Regions from separate parts of the Danio rerio genome. Here region 1 is linked to region 2. The links are chromatin contacts, called in public Hi-C maps. All regions are on one chromosome and are shown on one strand. The core of a region is the stretch at or near the end of the contact, and the rest is flanking DNA. Distances in the headings are between cores, read along the strand shown.

Region 1 (3,062 bases), core at 93-2,592, 61 kb before region 2:
CCCTGCCTTCGTGTGGGTTTCCTCCGGGTGCTCCGGTTTCCCCCACAGTCCAAAAACATGCGGTACAGGTGAATTGGGTAGGCTAAATCGTCCGTAGTGTATGAGTGTGTGTGTGAATGTGTGTGTGGATGTTCCCAGAGATGGGTTGAGGCTGGAAGGGCATCTGCTGCGTAAAAACTTGCTGGATAAGTTGGCAGTTCATTCCGCTGTGGTGACCCCGGATTAATAAAGGGACTAAGCTGACAAGAAAATGAATGAATGAATTAATGAAATTGTACATATTTTAGTATGCTCTTTTTTGTTGTTGTCATAATACATAGTTATGGTATACAGCAAGTGCTGTATATACTGTAAGAATTTGCAGATGTCCAAAATATGCTTATAGCTTATAAATCTTTGTTTATTATTATTATTATTATTATTAATAATAATAATAATCAACAGTTTTCAACCTTTCCACTGTATAAATGTTTTAACTTACTTAATATATATATGTATGTATATATATATATATATATATATATATATATATATATATATATATATATATATATATATGTATGTATGTATGTATGTATGTATGTATGTATGTATACACACACACACACACACACACACACACACACACACACACACACACACACACACGTATATATATATATATATATATATTTCCCGCATTATATAAGATATTATGTTTAATATTTTTATTCCGCTGTGGCACCCTCTAAAATAGAGACTAAGCTCAAGGAAAATTAAAGAATAAATATCAGTGACCTATGGTGAGGTTTGTGGCTGGTAAGGGACTGACTCTTTCAGGATCATATTTACAAATATGCACACAATATATTTGCCAACTACCGATTTTGTTTCATATATCATAGCAGCATTATTTCTATACAAATGGCATTTTCTATACACATGGCAATGTTGAGCGATTTTGATCATAAAAATGATTGAAACCATTTGAATCATACAGAAATTACACACACACACACACACACACACACACACACACACACACACACGCACACACACACACACACATATATATATATGAATGAATGAATGTATAACTGAATGTATATATAATAAATTAATGTATATACACGATGAATATATATTATGTGAATGAATGAATATATACATACATTTTATATTTATTTATTATATTCATAAATAAAATGCATTTGAAGGGATCAGAGGTGAAGAAAAAGCCAAGTATCATGGCTCAGCAGTCCTTGTATGGCACCCTTAGAAGGTCAGCTGGCACATCTGCTATGATCATGGGCATCGTGACTGTGTGGAGAGCAGGGCTTGACTCAGATCTGACTCACTGCTCCTGTGGGTTCATTTCTCCACTGATCTCGCAGCTCTTGCCCTCAGCTGTGCCAGGAATGGACTCACACAAGCTCTGGCACAGAAAAAAACGAGCGACTGATGAAAATAAATAACGTACTACTGAGTTCCGGATCAGTGTGGGGACATTATGCTGTGTTGTTTGGCCCCTGTGATAGTCAGATATTTAGAGAAACTGCAGAGCTTGATGATGACAACTATGAATTTGTCAAACAGAACAATGAGTACGTGCTGTGCGTTTCTATTCTAGTGATGGTGATAATAATGCTGATGATTAAGATAATGACACAAGCTTTAGCTGTTGTTACTAGTGTGAGGTCAGCGTTGTAATAAAGTGGTATATTTCTTTTTAATATTCAGGTGGTGCAGTCACATGGGGGATGATGCTAGTCACTACAATAGACAATGACTTAACCATTGCATCATTAAATGAGGCGTTCATGTGATAAAAGTAATCCTTGGTGGAGACATAATGCTGATTCATTATCAGATGATGATAATGGTGATGATAATGATGATGAGAGATCACATGTGTAACACCAGCTACACTTTTGTTTAATAAATTATGCCTTTATGCACACAGACCTATGTGAATGTATGTATGTACTGTATGCTTGTGATAATCTGACTATAGAAAAAAGTATTTGTTTTCTGGAATATACATGTGTTATTATTAATTGTTAGAAGTATGGTACACAATATAAACACCTTTTAGCTAGTATGGGGTTAACAGCTTATAATGATGATGATGATGGTGATTAGAGATCACACGTGTAACACCAGCTGCCCTTTTGTTATTAAATCGTGCATTTATGCACACAGACCTATGTATTTATACAATAATCCAAGCATAAAAACATGTATTAATGTAGTTTGTCAGAAAAATGATATCACCTTTTAGTTGATATGTGTTTAACAACTGTTAAAGCTGTTGCTTTTGTATTTTTATATTGAATTTTTATAGAATCATTTTAGCCATATTAGGAATTATAAATTACAGTTTTTTTTCAGTGGCTTTGGTGCATTTCTCACAACACTATTTACATTTGCACAATAGTTCATGCATTTTTCAAAACAATTAATAATTTGTGCTCATCATAGTAACAGTTTCTCATTCCGTCCAACAAATTGCAAATGCTTTTGCACTCTCTGCTGTTTTATAACATCATAAATTGCTTATGTCATATCAGTCAAATTTAACTAAACTTGTAAATTCTTAATAGTCACTCCATATTAAACTAATAGTCCTCATTTCATTACTCGAGTCATTGCATACAAAAATGTTGAACTAGTCAAAATCAGTCAAGCTAATTTTATTTTTAAAAATGTAAATCTTTTTTTTTCCCCTAAAAATGTCTTCTAAATTAAACAATTTCAGGAATGATTAACAGACCTATGTATGTTTTAGGTATGTGGTAGGTTTCAATATGTACGTCAATATTGTTTACAGTTGTGCACAGCTCCACCCAAATTAAGTTTATGTTTGTTGTAAATAAGTGTGTATTTATTCTTTTGCACAATGTTGTGACTAAATTAGAATTGCAAAGAGCAAATGCAATAAAAATGTGAAACATACATATTTAGTGTCTTGTACTCATACCTCACTAAATGCATTAATGTCTAACTTTAATGTAGTTTTTAAATGGCTGTGCAGATAGTTCTGTCTTGAGCATTTTCAGGAAGTGTCACCAAAATCTGACTGT
Region 2 (2,780 bases), core at 64-2,563:
AGGGACAAATCTGAAAAGAAAATTAATGAATAATAATATTAATAAAAATTCAAATTAGGGTGATTTCTGAAGGATCATGTGACTCTGAAGACTGGAGAGATGAAGCTGAAAATTCATCTTTAAAATCACTGGAATAAATAATGTAATTAAATGATGAACTACTTTTGAACAGTTATTTTATAGGGCAATAACATTTCACTATTTTAAAATTTGTACTGTATTTTTTATGAAATGAATGCAGCCTTGGTCAGCAGGACAAGCGTATTTGAAAATATTTTAAAATCCTACTGACCCTAAACTTTTGACCGGTAGTTTATGCTTAGGTTTGTATTATATATGTTATTGTATATGTTAATTTAGCCAAAGCAGTGGCACAGTTGGTAGTGCTGTTGCCTCACAGCAAAAAGGTCACTGGTTCGAGCCTCGGCTGGGTCAGTTGGCGTTTTTTTGTGTGGAGTTTGCATGTTCTCCCTGCGTTCGCGTGGTTTTCCTCCACAGGTGAATTGGGTAAGTTAAATTGTCTGTAGTGAATGAGTGTGTATGAATGTTTCCCAGTGATGGGTTGCAGCTGGAAGGGCATCCGCTGTGTAAAAACATATGCTGGATAAGTTGGCTGTTTATTTCCCTTTGGCGACCCCGGATTAATAAAAGGACTAATCTGAAAAGAAAATGAATGAATAAATGTTCTTTTTCCAATAAAAGGTACCATTTAAAAGAATACCATTTATTTACAGCATAATATTAGCATTGTAAGCGTTTTGCTGTTAAGTAGTGTAATGTCACAGTTTATAATTTATTTACTAGTTTATTGAATCCTTGATTAATTAAATATAATTTTGTGATACAAAAATACGCTTGTGAACTGTTTTTGAACAGTAGTGTAAATATTAAAATGAATTATTGCAAATACTATTGCTGAAATCAAAGCAAACAGACATTGTCAAAAATCCACCAATTTTTGGGATTTGATGTGGTCTTAAGTGTCAGAGATTCATTTCAGCCTCCAAATTTCAGCACATTAAATGATTTAGGCAAATAATCAGCTTTTGACAGTGTTAACACAAAATCCCATCCAGCAGCTAGCGTCCCCAGTGTTGAAGTGCTTAACTGAAATGATCTGCAAAATCAGATTGTATAAGTCTTATCCGTATGTAGGTTATTGATGATCCGCTGACGGAGGCTGGGTCAGGATTCAGGCTCCGTGACTCAGAATGAGGTCAGCGCATCTCTCCCACTGCTTACTGGGCCACTGTTCTCCCTCTCATGACTCAGATCTGGCAGCGCGGTTGTGAATGAACAGTGCCTCGCCGTCTGTATCATCGCTGCCGTATATAGAGAGCGATTACCACTCGCTGCTGGATCGTGACACACTCTACACCTCCCACCTGCACGAGCAGAATGAACAGAGAGAACCAGCTCACGCTCAAACACACATCTCAGAAAGAAAAGGCCCTTGGCTTATACTGTTTTACATTTAAAGAGGACAAATTATGGCTCCTCACGTGCTCAGAGAATTCCTAGAATGTGGCTGTGTAGTTTCAGCTTAAAACACCCCACATATTTGGGATTATGTGCTGTGTTCATTTAAATGCAAACGAGCTGCTGCTTTTCAAAAGAGGGCGGAGCTTGTACTTGCTATTGGCCTTATTGTTCAATGTGGAAGTGCGCTCATGTTAGAAATATAGTTCTACCAGGAAGATCTAATGTCACATCACTCACCACAATCAGCTTCCAATTTAAGCTACATACAGTATATGGGCCCACGCCAAAGAAATCCTATGTTTTGTTAAATGATACTTTGTCAAATATCACTCATCAAATAAATGCAATTTAATATCATACTTATCTCTCTGTTCTTTCTGGTTGAACTTCTGATTCAGTTGCCTACAGGAGAAATGGCTATAGGAATAATAAACGGCAGCAAACGGTCAAACCTGACATTTCATGACGTAGTGTTCTTGACATAAAAAATAGAAGCAAATGGTCTAATCCAAATAAATGATTTATGGTAAGCTAAGGTAAAAGTGCTCTTGTCAGAATCTGAAGGTTTGCTGAATGAATTAAAAAATGGTAAAACTCGTGTGTTTAACTCTTGGTGACTTGAACTTATTTAAAAAAAAAAAAAAGTTCTCTTAAAAGAAAACAAAAAAGTCCGTTTTTCCTGCTACTTCCCCTTTAATTCCGGGAATATCTGAAGAGGTTTGAACAGTGGTGGATGTATTTCAGTCGTGACCAAGTTTTTGCTGAAATGATGAAACAAAGGGTGCTGATGAGATGGAAATCTGCGGGTGTGTGAATGAAGCCCTCCAGATGACTTGTTTGTAGATGTTTGATTTAGATTTTATCAGCAGTAGTCACAAGGAAAGATGGCTGCAAAAATGCTGGTTTTATGTAGCATATCAGGGGCTTACACAGAGAAAAAGATACAGTGAGTGCTATTCTGATAGCTTTGTGCAGTGTTAAAATCATAATACAGTATGTGATGTGAGGAGATTTAAGTTAATTTCAAGATCAAGTCGAAGTCCTATTTTCATATTCACTCAAAAATCTAAATGAAAAAGGAAAGGTAAAACCATTTGTTGTCAATAAATCATGCTCAGTGTTAATTGAGTATCACTTGAGTATCACTGTAGCTAGTATGATTTTATTTAAAATGTTTTAAAATGTATGATTTCATCATTGATTTTATTTGATATTCATTTATTTTCAAATATCAGAAATGATTTCAGGTTTAGTTTAATTTTGTTTAATTTATAAAGGTACATATTCTTAGTTTTATA

The links. A called contact is a pair of places that touch in the nucleus more often than the background predicts.
Region 1: a contact with region 2 is called in a Hi-C map of an unstated tissue, with 2.9 times the contacts expected there. The contact joins two enhancer-like sites. A contact is called at or near these places in 2 of 18 Hi-C or Micro-C datasets (caudal fin and an unstated tissue).

What each region holds. Positions count from the first base shown.
Region 1 is chr24:23,828,646-23,831,707 of GRCz12tu, reverse strand. All of the region lies in intron 2 of LOC141380670 (a long non-coding RNA gene), which reads left to right. It also overlaps a transcript of LOC556668 not described here. Among named protein-coding and RNA genes, the nearest start is that of slc22a13b, 58 kb to the left of the region's middle. Within about 2 kb of position 1,342, at least 3 of the 62 cell types and tissues checked have an H3K27ac peak or open chromatin away from gene starts, as enhancers often do.
Region 2 is chr24:23,767,589-23,770,368 of GRCz12tu, reverse strand. All of the region lies in intron 3 of LOC141380670 (a long non-coding RNA gene), which reads left to right. It also overlaps a transcript of LOC556668 not described here. Among named protein-coding and RNA genes, the nearest start is that of slc22a13b, 120 kb to the left of the region's middle. Within about 2 kb of position 1,313, at least 15 of the 62 cell types and tissues checked have an H3K27ac peak or open chromatin away from gene starts, as enhancers often do.